Regions from separate parts of the Mus musculus genome. Here region 1 is linked to region 2. The links are chromatin contacts, called in public ChIA-PET maps. All regions are on one chromosome and are shown on one strand. Each heading gives the region's core, a stretch centred on a gene start, on an enhancer-like site or on the middle of the called end of the contact. The rest is flanking DNA. Distances are from core to core; before and after follow the strand shown. Region 1 overlaps Gm30235 (a long non-coding RNA gene). Region 2 has its middle 29 kb from the start of Gm30235.

Region 1 (6,994 bases), core at 3,366-5,865, 85 kb after region 2:
GGCATGACTTTACCAATGCTTGATCATTCATAGAATTAGGATTTTATTATCGGGTATGGGACTCTTGCCACTGGAAAACTTGCATCTTTCTGCAAGATTCTGAAATGCCACCAAGCCCATGAGTCACACCACAGATTCCTAAATTGAATGCTCTCTCGTGAACTGGATGTGGATATCATGAAAACCTGGACAGCAGTACCATTTGATGATAACAAATTAATTCATAAAGAAAGCATGAGATGAATCTGAGGCACATAGAGCAGTGTTCACTTAAATTGCATCATGTGACTTCACTGCAGCATCAGTTCTGAACACATGACACACATGTTGTCCCACACATGCCACGATACCAGTGAACGCTGCCTGAAATAGCTCTGCTCAGATCTGAGATTATTGTACGCTATGAATTGCAATGCTTTTTCTACAAACACAAACTTTTCTGATCTTATAGAAATGTAATGGTTTAGTTAAAAAGAACAAGGACTTCCATAATTTCACACCTTCCTTCCTCAGCATTTAAGTATTGAATTAGTCTATCCTTTTGGGTTGTATTGTGTTTGAGTGCTTCATTTTCAAAATTATTGTTTGAGTTATTGTATTGTTCAGGGTTTTCTAGAGGAACAGAACTTATAGAATAAATATCTATCTATCTCACCTATCTATCATTTATCTATCTATCTAATGTATGGGATTTATTAGAGTGGCTTAGAGTCTGTGATCCAGCTAGTCCAACAATGGCTGTCTACCAACAGAAGGTCCAGAGTCCAGTAGCTATTCAGTCTGATAGGCTGGATATTTCAGCTGACAGCTGGTCTTCAGTATATGTTAGAATCTTGAGGAAGTAGGCTGTAATGCTTATAAAGGAATGGACTTGCTAGTGAGGATGAGAGCAAGCAGGCTAAGAAAGAGAGCTTCTTTCTTCAGTGACCTTTATATAGGCGGCCAACAGAATGTGTGGCTCAGATTAAAGATGGTCTTCCCACCTTGAAGATCTGGATAAGAAATGGGCCTTCCCAGTTAAAATGATTTTATTAAGGAAAAACAAAACAAAAAACCCTCATAAGTGTGCCCAACCTTTTGGGATTCAGTTAACACCAGATGTAGTCAAGTTGACAAGAATAACCATCACAGCTACTGATATGAATTTCATTTAAAAATGAATTAAATTAATTTTGGCCTGGTATTTAGATGGACTTTCCAATCATTTCTGAAGTGGCCTTAAGCATATGCCTTTCACTTTTCTACTATATATTTGTAGAAAGAGCATTCTCAGCAGTGACAATTATAAACTCAAAATAAGGATCAATTCAAATAACCCTAAAGTTGTTCTAAATCTTCCTGCAGTACTAAATCTTCCTGCAGTATCCAACAGTCAGACAAGGTTTCATTTCTTTTCTAAAGACTAAAAAAAAAAAAAAAAAAAATGATGTCCACTTTTGCATGCTTGAGGCTATGTGTGTGGGCCATACATACATACACATGCAGAAGCGATGTGGGTGTCAGATTCCCTGGAGGAATTGGAGTTATAGGTAGCTATGAGGTGCCCCATATGGGTGTGGGGAATAGAACCCGGGTCTTCTGCAAGAGCAACAGGTACTCTTAGCCTGTAATTCATCTTTCCACCTCAAGGCTTAATTCTTTAAGTAAAAATAAATAAGCCTGTTTGTTTCAGTAGTATGCAGATGTTCTTTTATCAATGGTAAAATTATATAGCTTGAGGATTGCTTGAAAATAATTTTATTCGTAGTAAATGTTTAATTTGTTTATCTATTTATATTCCTATGTACTAAAAATACATAAAAAAAGTTTTTAGGCAAAATGGGACTGTGTGTGGGGAAATTTCAACAAATTATTTTACTTTAATCCATCCTTATTGATGACACCTGGGTCTTTTTATCGCCTCCATTTTTGTGTGACTCCCTTTAAGTAAGCACAAGTCATGTTAAGGCGGGCTGGGACCTGTCACCGACAGAGGATGAATGGGCTATCAGGCTCTACACTTATAGAGATAATCTATGCACATGCCTATCACAAAACTAGGTGAGAAAATGTTAAAAGAAAAATCAAGTTTGTAGCAACATCACAATCGAAGCTGGGGACAACAGAGGTGAGACAATTCAGGCCATAAATAAAAGATTTTAGCACCAGTAAGGCAGGCTACCAGGGTCAGGTAGAGAAAAAAAACAAAGTTTGATTCTAAATCCTCACTCTCTCAATAAGACCTGGCTAGGTGTAGCTGAATGCACCCTGGGGATTTATGCAGTCTGAGGGCCTAAGGAGACTGCAGAAGGATGGAGCTAGACAGTCAAAAAGCACAGAGAAATAAGCCAGGCTGTGTATTTGGTCTATCAAATGGACCCAATACTTTTGGTTGCAATGACACATCTTGAGGCTATATGACTTGAACAACATGCATTCGCAAAGAGCATAGCTTGTTTAACTTTAATATCTCACCGAATGTTCTGGGGAATCTTAGTTAAATGTTGATTCTAATTCAGCAGACCTGAAGCAGAGGACTGTGTTTCTGCAGCCCATCTCTACCTGATTCTGGTCAGAGGAGTTCTGGTGTAGCAAGGACTTGGGGGATGGGGTGGGCTGGGGGACAATGTTACTGCATTCTTAAAATAATCAAGCACCTTGCAGAAACTTGTCCGGTTGTCTGGATCTTCCCCATTCTTTAGCTAATTTAAGGGAGCTTTTTATATTTGCTGAATGGTTTGATGCCCTTCAGAAAGGTAATTTTGCAAAGATGTAAAGGTCATGTGGTTTCATGTCGCCTCATCTTTTCCCACATCCTGTCCTATAGAAAGGACTGATATTCTAAGACTGAAATTAGGCTGGCATTGACCTAGCAAAGCAAGAAGCACACATACGTAGCCTGTTACCTGGGAACAGAGCAGCAATTCTTTCATAAATGAATGTCAATGAGGTATAATTTTCTGCTGTAGCAGAATTTCTACACCTGACAGTATTCCTAATATACTTTAATTAAGAGGTTAATCTGTTGTAGAAATTGCTTTTCTCTGAAGCCACCTGAAATCAATTTAAACTCAATTACAAGTGGTTAGCTATTGTTTATGTGGTTAAAGATTAGAGAATACATTTTTGCTTGTCAGGAGCCATCAGAGCAAATTTTGAATGTCACGATCAGAGGAGAGCCGAATAGTTGAGTGCTCTTTAATGGGCATGGAGAAACCATTAGAAACTGTAATCAGTCATATTTGATGACTTGACCTTGGGACTCAGCTAGAAAAGGGTCTAATCATGCCTGTCCCCTAAGTGCCACCAAGATTGCTCTGCTGAAATTAATTGATCATTACGTGCTTTCTGAGAGTCTAATATACCCTATTTGATGGAATATAAATTGCAAAAATAATCTGTAAATTATATAACAGGCTCCAGAATACATTTGCCCTCTGTCTCCTTAGCAGATATTAAATCTGACAGCTACTTTCAAAATGATCAAAATTGCTTAACTCTTGGAATGCTCGAGTTTTACAAAGAAGCGAAAACTACATTTTGGGGTATGTGCCCAGTATATAAATTGGAATTTTACACCATTTTCTTGAAGAGATGAAAAGAGATGGTATGGGAAGGTTCTCTAGTGGCTTTGAGTGTATCCTTTTATTCAATTGCTTCATAAGGTTCTCAGTTGCTATCAAAAATTTGGATGTTTGTCAGAGACGAGGAAGCTGGTTTGAAACCTGTCTGCTTCAGGGCTGAGTAGATGGGAGGATGTCATACCCCTCTAACAGGCCAGCCGCTTTGCTAGTATGCTAGCCTCTCGCCCGATCTAGTCACTCACAAAGTGCACTCTGCTGGTTATTGGCAAGTTCAAGGTTACCAGTCACCCTATCAGATGTCATAGCGATGACTATAACTACTGGATCTGTTTGCGTACACGCCTTTTGAATCCTTACATTATCATGTACACATTTCGCCACATTTGGCCAAAGTTGCTGAAAGTCTCTTTCTAGAACTCTTCTTTTCCTAGGGAGGGCAAGAAATTAAAAAAGAAGTTTCCTTTGGGGCTGACACTTATGTTGCAAATAAACCTTCCAGGATTTTTTCCACGAATGTTGAATGGGTAACAACTGAGAAGAACTAGACCATCTGTTCTTGCCTAATTGGCATCATAAGGGAAGACCACATTTCTGGAGCCTTGGAAGAAGAACGTGGGATGAAGTAGGCTCAGGATGGTGTTTTTCACGAGTCTGTTCCTTACATGCCAGAACAGAGGGTGGCTTTCCAGGAGAGACACTCTGGGTACTGGACCCTAGAAAGCTAAAATCTCGGGGGATGAATTAGGAATGACACTTATCTATAATGACTATAGTCATTATATTAGGGCTTTCACTTACACTACAAATCTAAATATTGGCTCTATCTCTCATCAGTTGTGAGCTTTTAAGTGGAGTTTTGCGTCTCTTATGATGGTTAATCTTTACTGTCAACTTTACTGGGTTTAAAGTCACCATGGAAACAGACTTCCAAATGTGTCACTAAGAACATTTCCAGATATGTTTAACTAAGGAAGGAAGACCCAACCTGAACATGGAGAGCACCAGTCCCCAGATTCAGAGTTAGTGAAAGATGGATCATGAGTGAAGTGTGACATGCCTCTGTCTTTGCTTCCGGAATATGCAGGCAGTGTGGTCTGACACCTTACGCTTCTGTGGTCATACCTTCTCTGAAAACCATGAACCCAAGGAAACACTACTTTCTTGGGTTGCTTTTGCCAAGTGTTTTATTCCAGCAATAAGAAAAGTAACAAATACGCTTCTCAAAACTCTCAGTTCTCCCAACTGTAAAATGGAGACAATAATGAGGATTACAAGGAGAAATGCACATAGCGTACACAGTAGAGTGCTAAACATGCGTACTTTCTTTGCTAGCTTCTTTTCGCTGTGACAAAAATACAACAGCCAGGGAACTCACGAACCAGGCAAGATGCATATGCTTATAGTCCCAGCTCAGAGGAGTGAAGTCAGCTTGAGCTACATATGGAGAACTTGTCACAAACCAAACGACCAACCAACAAACCAAATACAATGTAAGGAGGGGGGACTTCAGAAGTTTTTGGTGCCTCATAGCTACCAAAAGTGTGGCTTAATAGATTAGCTCACCTTGGGGCAGCCAAGAAGCAGAGAAACAGATAGGGAAGGGAGGGAGGAAAGGGAGGGAGATAGTTCTTCCTGGTGAACTTTTTCCCTTTGATTGCATCTGGGCCCTGTGCATAAGAGACGGGTACCATCAACATTCAGGGGTTAGTCTTTCTGGAAATGCCCTCATAGAGATACCCAGATATGTGATTTATTGGTCTTGTAGGTGCTTCTCAAACTCATCAAGGTCTCAATGAAGATAAGCCATGACACTAGCTAAGCTTTTATTCCAGTGATGCAACTTTGGTACCCGTCTTTTCTGAGTTGTACTTTGCACAAGCTGGGAAGGATATTTTTTTTTTCTGGCTTGCAAAAGGTTTTATATGAAGAGTCTTACAAAGATACTGAAATAAAACTGGATTTTGTTCTTCACAAGTATTCTAATGACTGAGTCTCTAGGAGTAGAATTGGGTAAAGTATAAAGAAGTATAAGAGTGGTTCAGGGTGTGGTCTGGCAGAGCCACAAACCAGCTCTGTAGGGTTGAGAGCAAGAATTCCTCCCTTCTGTGGCTCAATCCATGTGTACAATAACAGGGTCGACCAGATGCCTAACTAAGGTAGTTTAGGGCACTGAGAGTGCTGACCTTGTCTGTAAGACTAATTTACTGTTCCACCATCATGATGCAATAATCCATAGGCAGAGGGTGGTATGGGAAGGCATCCTGGGAAGTTGATTGATGCATGTCAGTGAATTCAGGTTAAACCTGCTGTTTACAATATATGATTGTGTACACATAACAATACTTGACAATACTTCACAAGGCAAAACTGGAAACCATATTTGCATTTCTTCTCTGTCCTGAATGATGCTGATACCCACAAAAGTCCCTGTGTGATCTACATACATGCTTTAGGAAATGTTGCTCAACTCCAGTGTGTCTCATCTCTTCAGGATTCCCACCTCCACAGAGTAAGTCACCTGAGACCCTTAAGCATGGTTGTCCTTTTGAAACACCCAATTCCTTGCCCCCTGGCTTGCTTCAGTCCTGTGAGTAGCTTTGAGTCACGTCTCCTTCTGTTAGATTTCTGCCCAGAGTCAACTTTCATGAGACATTACACTGTGACCACTAAATCTCAGGAAGGACTTGCTCTTTGAACTATAAACAAGTTGTAAGTGATGAGACAAAAGACCGAGTACCCCTTTTGCTAAAGTCTAAGAAGAAAGCATTCCAGGACAAAACTGCAAGGTGAAGGGATAGATTACAGGGTAGGGTAGGACTGAGCAATGGACTGGTAGCTATTAGGATGTGCCCTGGACTAGTAGCACTAAATATAAGTTGGAACAGGGGAAGCTGAGGTTACCCTGTCTGATGAACTATGATTCTTTCCTATGCTAGATCTATACATTCTCCTGGGGTGGAGGCGATGTGGAAGGTGGGGTGGGCCTTCCTGCTATCTGCCCTCTGCTATTTGCAGGAAGAAAGAAAATTGCCAGGGCACCACAGAATAGTGGTGTGGATACTTGCAGACATTGGTAGCAACTTCTCTGCAACTAATCTTGGGACAGGAGAATGTGTAAGTGGTCTTACTGCCCATTGGGCTGATTTCTCTCAGGACACAAGTTGCCATATAGTCTGGATCTCCACAATTCCAATGTCTAGTGTTCTTCCAGAAGAGTTGTGCCTTTCACATCGCTAGCACTCGTTTACATGTGACTGCATAAGCTGCTGTGGTTTGCTTGCTAAGGAGGCTGCTGCAGGTGAATCCTATATTGAAAGTAACCCTAAATAAACTGCATGTTGGAGAAGTCTGTTAGAACCACAGCTCGCTGATAGATTTAGTAGGACCGTAGCTTGGGAAGATGAAGTCAGCCCACAATGCTGACTTCATTG
Region 2 (7,358 bases), core at 80-2,579:
CTCGTTCGATGCTTTCCACTCTTCAGCTGTTTTTTTTTTTTTTTTTCTGTGAAGCATGCAGTAGGATAGCTGTACCCTTTTCCATGAATAAGAATATCACACACTCAGTTTTGTTATGAAATTTCTGGGTTTGTGACTATCAAAGGGATGAATTTTGAAGGCAGGCAGTGGGTAGAAATGGCCAGTGTTACTTACCGCTCAGAAAAGCAGAAGGTCTTTTCTCTCCTGCTGTGAGTGCTACCCAGTGAGCTTGCAACAGGAGCCTTAAAGAATGGAAACTGGAAGGGGTCAGTGGGAAGGTCACTGGAAGCTAACGGGTGAAATCTGGACTACGGAATCTTATCCTCGGAGCCAGTGTGAGAAAGCACTGGTTATACTTTATGTTATTTTATTAGGTGATCCTTTGTCATGAACTGGGCAAAACAGTGAGCCCACACAGCTTGGCTGGGATCCTCTGTAGGGCAGGAGAAACAAGAACACCCCATTGCTTCAGCACTGGCTTAGACTAATGTTTTGTTTGTTTGTTTTTTAATAACCTCCCGGCTTTAGAATAATATCATAACTTCTCTCGTCTCAGACTGTTTAACCTACAGTTTGCCGAAGGTGATAGGGTCTCAAAACGAGAATAAGGTTTTCATCTGGGGCAAGTCTGTGACTTGAGTTTTCACCTGTAAAGTGAAGATAAGAGTGCAATGCTCAAAACATTGTTTTGGAGGGGTGGGGGTGGGGCTTAGCAAATGGTGCACACAAAGTACACAGGATATTGCTAACCCGAGAGTGCTTCCTCTATGAAAAGCTACTCTTGTTATTGGCATACTCATGAAGTATGGCTCTATGTCAGAAATAAGGCTAAATGCTTTGGGACAAAGATGATCAGACAAAGTCCTGCCTGGTGCACTGTTGCCATTTCTCAGGGCGAAAGATGCAGCAATAACTAAGAATAAAGTTAAGAATCTCTGGGGCTATGATTCCTTGATGGAGCAGTTGTCTATCAAGTACAAAGCTCAATTTCCAATTCTTTTACCACAAAAGAAACTGAAACTAAAGCCCTGGATGCTGCACAGACTAGAAACAGGGTAGAGCACGCTGCCCACTGGACCCGGGAAGCTTTGGCTCATGAAGGACTTCTCTATCTTTCAACTTCAGAGTGAAGAGGTGAAGGGTACATAGGTGTTCAGGAGCCAGGTAGATGGGAAGGATATTTCAGACATAACTGTATCCCTTCTTTCTTGCTTGGTTCAACATCTCACAGAGGGGACAGGATACAAAGCCTGACACACAGACGTGGAGTATCTGATAGCCGTAAGCAGACTGTTTACACACCTTAGCTGTGACCTCACTATGGTTCATGGAAAGTAGACAAATAGAGGTTTGGCCCTGCTTAACAGAGAAGAGAGCAGTTATCAAAAATACCTCAGCTGGGTGGTGGTGGCATAGGCCTTTAATCCCAGCTCTCCAGAGGCAGAGGCAGGCAGATTTCAAAGGTCAAGGCCAGTCTGGTCTACAGAACCAGGACAGCCAGGGCTACACAGAGAAAACCTGTCTTCAAAAAACCAACCAACCAAACCACCAACCAAAATAACCCAAAACAAACAAACAAACAAACAAAACCAAGACCCCAAATAATCCCCCCATATAACCCCTCAATGTCCACAAGCACAGTATGCTTATCAGGAACACGGGGAGACCCAGCAGCCCAGCCTCTCCTGGTCTTCATACTTCCGCTAGCCCCTGCTTTTGCTTGCAGCAATGCTAGAACAGGAGAAAAAGAGAGCCCCGAGACAAAGGGTTCTGCTGCAGATGTGAGAGGAACGAGCTCCATCGCTTGCTCAGCTGTAGTTCTTCCATGCCTCTGACCATCCCTGTCCTCCCTCTGGTGAAAACTACTGATGTTAGTTGTCTGTAGGGAGCATGTGAAACATCAGTTATGGTGAAACTCTATCTCTCTATACTGTCTTCTTGGTGGGCAGCACTTAAGTCCATTTTGTACTTAGTAGGTATTCAATAAATAGTAGTTGACATAAGAAGTGGTGTCTTATAGGAAGAGAGGTTTGTTTTAGGATTTATTTGGGTTGTAAGTTACATGAAGGGAAAGCCCAGTCTTGACCTGCTCATTAGGGTATTCTTGGAGCTAACACAGGTAGCAGTCAGGAGGATCTATCTATCTATCTATCTATCTATCTATCTATCTATTTACCTACCCACCCACCCATCATCTATCTATCTATCTATCTATCTATCTATCTATCTATCCATCCACCCACCTATCCATCACCTGTCTGTCAGTCTGTCTGTCTGTCTCTGTCTGTCTGTCCGTCTGTCCGTCCACCCACCCACCTATCCATCCATCCATCATCTATCTATCTATCTATCTATCTATCTATCTATCCATCCATCCATTCATCCACCCACCCACCTATCCATCTATCCATCATCTATCTATCTATCTATCTATCTATCTATCTATCTATCTATCTATGGAGGTGCTAAATATACACATTTAACACCTTTGGTCTCAGTCTCCACCTCCTTTCTTCTATGCCTGAGTAGCTGGTGGTGAATATGATTGTGCTTACTGTGCATACTAAACACAAATGGACATGGTGAGTGGGTGGATAGATAGATTGACGCTTGAATAAACAAGTTCCTGGATGAGTGAATGAGTAGAGATGGCTGGACAGACAGACAGAGAGTTGGGTGGGTAGTTGGGTAGATGAATGGGGGCATATGGGCTGGTGAACGAATGATGGGTGAATGAATTGGATAATTACTGATGAGCCGCTTTTCTAGGGATGTTTTCAGCTGTCATAATATTCCCACAGCTGACTTTATCTGTGAGTATGTGTGTCATCCTGTAAAGCTAAACACACAGCTGCAGGTGTGTCTTCTTATTTTCTGATGCAACGAGGAAACGCTTATGAGGAGAGGGGGCTAGGTGAGGGATATAGCCTTCCAGGTGTATAATGAGATTCCTTGAAACCACCCCGTTTACGTGATCATGTTTAATCCTCTCAGCAATTTTATGAAACAAGTGTTCTTATTACCACCAAATTGCAAGCACTTAATGAAGTGGAATAGCTTGCTCGGGAAATTGTAGAGCGAGGGCTCGAACCTGGCTAGGTTGTACTCACTTAGAAGCCTGGGCCCTTTCCTAATATACAGAGCGGAGAAATCTTAGTGTCTAGTTGACCAAGAGGCCTCAGAAATATGAGTGGTTTTGTTTGAACCCAGTGAAGCCGCTAATTTCTTGCCTTGGCAAGTCACTTAATTTGCCTTCTCGGTTTACTCTGTATTTTAATGGAGGTAATAGAGTCTTCTTAGCAGGAGTGCTGTGAAAAATCAATGCCTATAATAGAAAGCTTTGAGATAAAGAGCTGGAGGGATGGGTGGAGCACAGCACTGAGCAGACACGAGGAACTCCATCTTGTTCTGTCTGAGTGAACTCGTTCGTAAAGCGCCGTGTCTGTACAAGACTCACTCGTCATCATGAGAGACCCATCACTGGCCAAAGCCCTGAGGATAAGTGACTGGAGTGCTCAGCCCTCAATAGGACATCTGTACTCTTTCTTCCATAGCCCAGGGATTATCACAGATGAGGTGGCAGAAAGAAAGAGCTGAAGGCTGGGACCAGTGCTGTGAAGTGCTGTCCTCTGGGCGTGGCTCAGTTGCTGTGGTCTGGACCTCAATTACCTGTGGCTATCTGCATAAGATGTGCACAACATCGAGCCCATCAGCAATGGGGGTGGGGTTCACGAGGCCTCCCTTCCCCCCATGAGGAACTATTGGTAGCTAATGGAGTAATTTTCTTCAGCATTGTACCCTACGTTAAGTTGCCCATATTCCATTAAATAACCCTCCATCACCCAAGGCCATAGGATGAACCCTGAGCTCAGTGGGTTTCTGTCTCTCACATACAAAAGACACGAGAGGCTGGAGGGATGATTCAGTGGTTAGTAGCACATACTTCTCTAGGAGAAGACCCAAGATCAGTTCCCAGACCTATGTGTGGTGGTTCAAAACCACCCCAAACTCCAGCTCTAGGGTTCTGACACCTCTGACCCCTGAGGGTATCCTCAGTCTGTCTTATACAAGCACTTAAAAAAATTTTAAAAACAAATCTTTAATGACACACAAAAAAAAAAAATAGGAGGAAAATTTGTGAAGAAGAGTTCAGCAGGAATAGGAGGGGGGCTAAGAAAGGATAATGGGATGGTAGTGAATGTGACCAAAATATGTTATACACATGTGTGAAGTTGCTAAAGAATAAATACACGTTATTTTACAAATTAAATCAACTTCCAGCGATGAGTTCTCGAGAGGAAGTGGAACTTGGTAAACAATTTCTAGATTGAATTTTCACATGCTTGTTTTAAACCGTGTTCTTAGCACTATATTATTGTAAGAGAAACCTACTGTTGTGAATAGCTAACGGTGGTATTTAAATTCTGCTGGGGAGCCAGAAAGGAAAGCACCTCATAGCTCTCACCTCGACTTTCAGTTGACACACTTGGCATGGTGCGATTGTCTGTAGTAAACTGCATGAAGCCACAGGACACGTGGAAAGAACTTCTCTCCCTGTTTATGGGTCTTTTCTTTCCAGATGGGGTACTTTGGGGTAATTTTTTTTAAAAATTAATTTCACCTGATACATACACATTTATGTTGTTTTCCTCTTCTGCCTCTGCCATGTGCTACCATAGATTCATATATTACCTTTCATCCATCCTTTGGTTTGCCACCTATTTCCAGAGCATCAGCTCTGTGTCAGTTCAGGCAGAATGGTTGTCGACCTTCCCTCCTAGAGAGACTCAAAGTGAAGAAGAAACTACATGGCTATGCGACTCGATCATGAAAACGAGGTAAGAAAAAGGAGGGAAAGTGGTAGGATTGGGAGACAAGCCAGGAAATTGTCTAGGAAATTGGCCTCGGGAATGGATTTTAGGTGAAAACTGAGCGAACACCAGGCTGGAATATCACTGCTGGGATCTGTGGTGTGTGGGACACCGAAATGAGTGGGGCAAAGGGCAAAGCCTGACCCCGGGTGCTCTTGTTCTGATGCCCAGGGACATGGACAAGCACACTTGCCAGTCTGACCCCGGGTGCTCCTGTTCTAGTGTCCAGGGACATGAACAAATACACTTGGCAGTTACAGTAGCGTCAGGTGCTGCAGTCAGAGATGTACCAAGGAGAGTACCCCTGTGGAACTCATCCCTGGACCGGTGCTAGGGAAGCCGGACTGCCTAGAGGGTGGGGTTACAGACAGAGCGCATCGGTAGGGAGGACGTGGCGAAGGTGATGGTCTCCCAGGAAGGCCAAGGATGCCAAAGAAGAGTCCAACTGACAAGCAGAGGTAGCATTTCAAATCTGGAAGATGGCGTGTGTCTGGTAGAAAGGGCCTTGGCTGGCACACTAAGGAATCTGAATGTGAACCTCTGAGGAACTATGGGAAGATTTTAACCAGGAAGGAAAATGATGGCCGTTACACCAGAGAGACTCCGTACAGCAGGAGAAGGCTCAGAGTGGGCTAGCCCGGAGGCCCAGAACCATATTAGGAACTGACAAAGAAGCATTGGGGATACCGGGTAGCAGAGACAGGCGAACTTGAGAACGACCTTAAAGATGGGTGATTGGTACCCCGAGTGGGAGGTCACAGACAGCGGTCATGAAAAGATTCTTTGCTCGCTGCAATATTCCTCCAATAATGAGTTCCATCAGCATCTTGCCCCGCTCCCCCCCCCCCCCCCGTGTCCTGCGGAAGCACCCAGCATCAAAGACTCCTGATGAATTGATTCAGGTTTTCCAGATATCTGGATTGGGAGCATTTCTTGTTTTATGTAACATCCGAGTGACCTTCCTCAAAGTGAAAGCTGACTTCTGGATGAACTTCAGACCTCTTGTCGCTTGCCACAAGTCCTTTCTTGACCTAGCGTTTGCCAGAGAACACTCTAAAGGGTATTGGGGTGGCTGTGTGTGATTTGTCTTTTCAAATCTGTTGTTCATTTTATTCACTTTTTTTTTTTTTAATGTTCAGGAGTTGTGGGTTTTGCCTACATACTTTCAGACAGAAGTTTCCAGTCACATACTTGTTAAGCATACTCTTCCTTAGTTGATAGCTTAGATCACAGGAGTCTGTAAGGGCACAGGAGCCTGTGAGGGCACAGGAGAAAGATGGTGAAGTTTCAAGCAGGTTCCATTCGAAATGCCAGAGTATACCTCTTTGAGATTGTATTTGTTAATCTCCTTCCCACCCCTGGTCTTTCTATCTCTGTGTCTCTGTCTCTGTGTCCGTCTCTTTCTCTCTCCTCCATGTCTGGTGTATGTTTGCGTGCACATGTGTACATGTATGTTCTCTCCTGTGCAAGCACCTGTGAAGGCCAGAAGGTTGACACCAGTCTTCTTCAGTTGTTTCTCCACCTGATGCTTTGAGGCAGCGTCCCCGACTGAGCTTGGAGATTACAGTTGTGGCTGACCAGCGAGCCCTAGGATCTGCCTGATTCTACCCCTCAGCTCTGAGGTTACAGATGTGTGCCACTACACACAGCTTATACTGGGGCACTGGGAATCTGAGTTCTCAACCCTACACCTTTGCAGCAAGTGTTTTACCCACTGAGCCCTCTCCCCAGTCTAAGTTTCTACATTCTTGCTAAGAGTACAATACCCTGGTTCTATGCAAGACTTAGGCATCTGGGCCACAACTGTATTCCATTGTTTACCTCTTAGGCTGTGGCCAGATACTGAAATCTGGAAATATTCTATCCAGTCCTGTGAAGGACTGGATAGAATCTATCAGAAGCTAGTTTATCTGAACAATTTGCAGCAAACAGATTGATTTACCCATCCAAGTCTTTGCTTGTATTGACTCAGGCCATTGTCACCTGCTCGAGTTGTTCTGGACTCTGACACATACGTTTCATTGCGTTAGGCATTGGGGTATGCTTGATAGACAACTGTAAGTCACAGACATGTGGAAGCTGTTGTTGATTCTAAGGTAGAGAAGGAGTCAGGGACTCCCTCCAAACTATCACACAGGTAAGTTCCAACATGAGAAACCACTCTAAGACCCTAAAGGAGTGAAAGACCTTCTCTGGAGGTCTGGTTTGTTTTCATCTAATGGATTTGGTGACTATGGCAATGAGCACATTCCTCTTAAGTATGAGAAGATGCCTGGGGATACAGAGCTATGTAAACTTCCTCTGATCCAATGATCTTCCTACCCAGGCTTTCTCACTGATGTTTAAATATATCATAAATAGATACATTATGACCAAACTCAGAGTTTTATGGAACAAAGTAATACATAAATAATTAAAGACAACTCAGTGAAATTGTCCTGGATTTAGATATGATAGCAGGGATTT

What was found. ChIA-PET counts read pairs in DNA pulled down with a chosen protein or histone mark.
Region 1: an RNA polymerase II ChIA-PET map of effector CD8 T cells shows a contact between it and region 2, with 50 read pairs. The contact joins two enhancer-like sites. A contact is called at or near these places in 5 of 484 Hi-C or Micro-C datasets (CD8 T cells, nephron progenitors, regulatory T cells and 1 more) and 2 of 115 datasets of contacts at active chromatin or transcription factors (CD8 T cells and effector CD8 T cells).

What each region holds. Positions count from the first base shown.
Region 1 is chr3:52,699,011-52,706,004 of GRCm38.p6, forward strand. All of the region lies in intron 3 of Gm30235 (a long non-coding RNA gene), which reads left to right. Among named protein-coding and RNA genes, the nearest start is that of Gm22798, 20 kb to the right of the region's middle. Within about 2 kb of position 4,616, at least 14 of the 459 cell types and tissues checked have an H3K27ac peak or open chromatin away from gene starts, as enhancers often do. A contact at or near this core is called in CD8 T cells and effector CD8 T cells, where this site is marked.
Region 2 is chr3:52,617,667-52,625,024 of GRCm38.p6, forward strand. No RefSeq gene overlaps it. Among named protein-coding and RNA genes, the nearest start is that of Gm30235, 29 kb to the right of the region's middle. Within about 2 kb of position 1,330, at least 38 of the 459 cell types and tissues checked have an H3K27ac peak or open chromatin away from gene starts, as enhancers often do. A contact at or near this core is called in CD8 T cells and effector CD8 T cells, where this site is marked.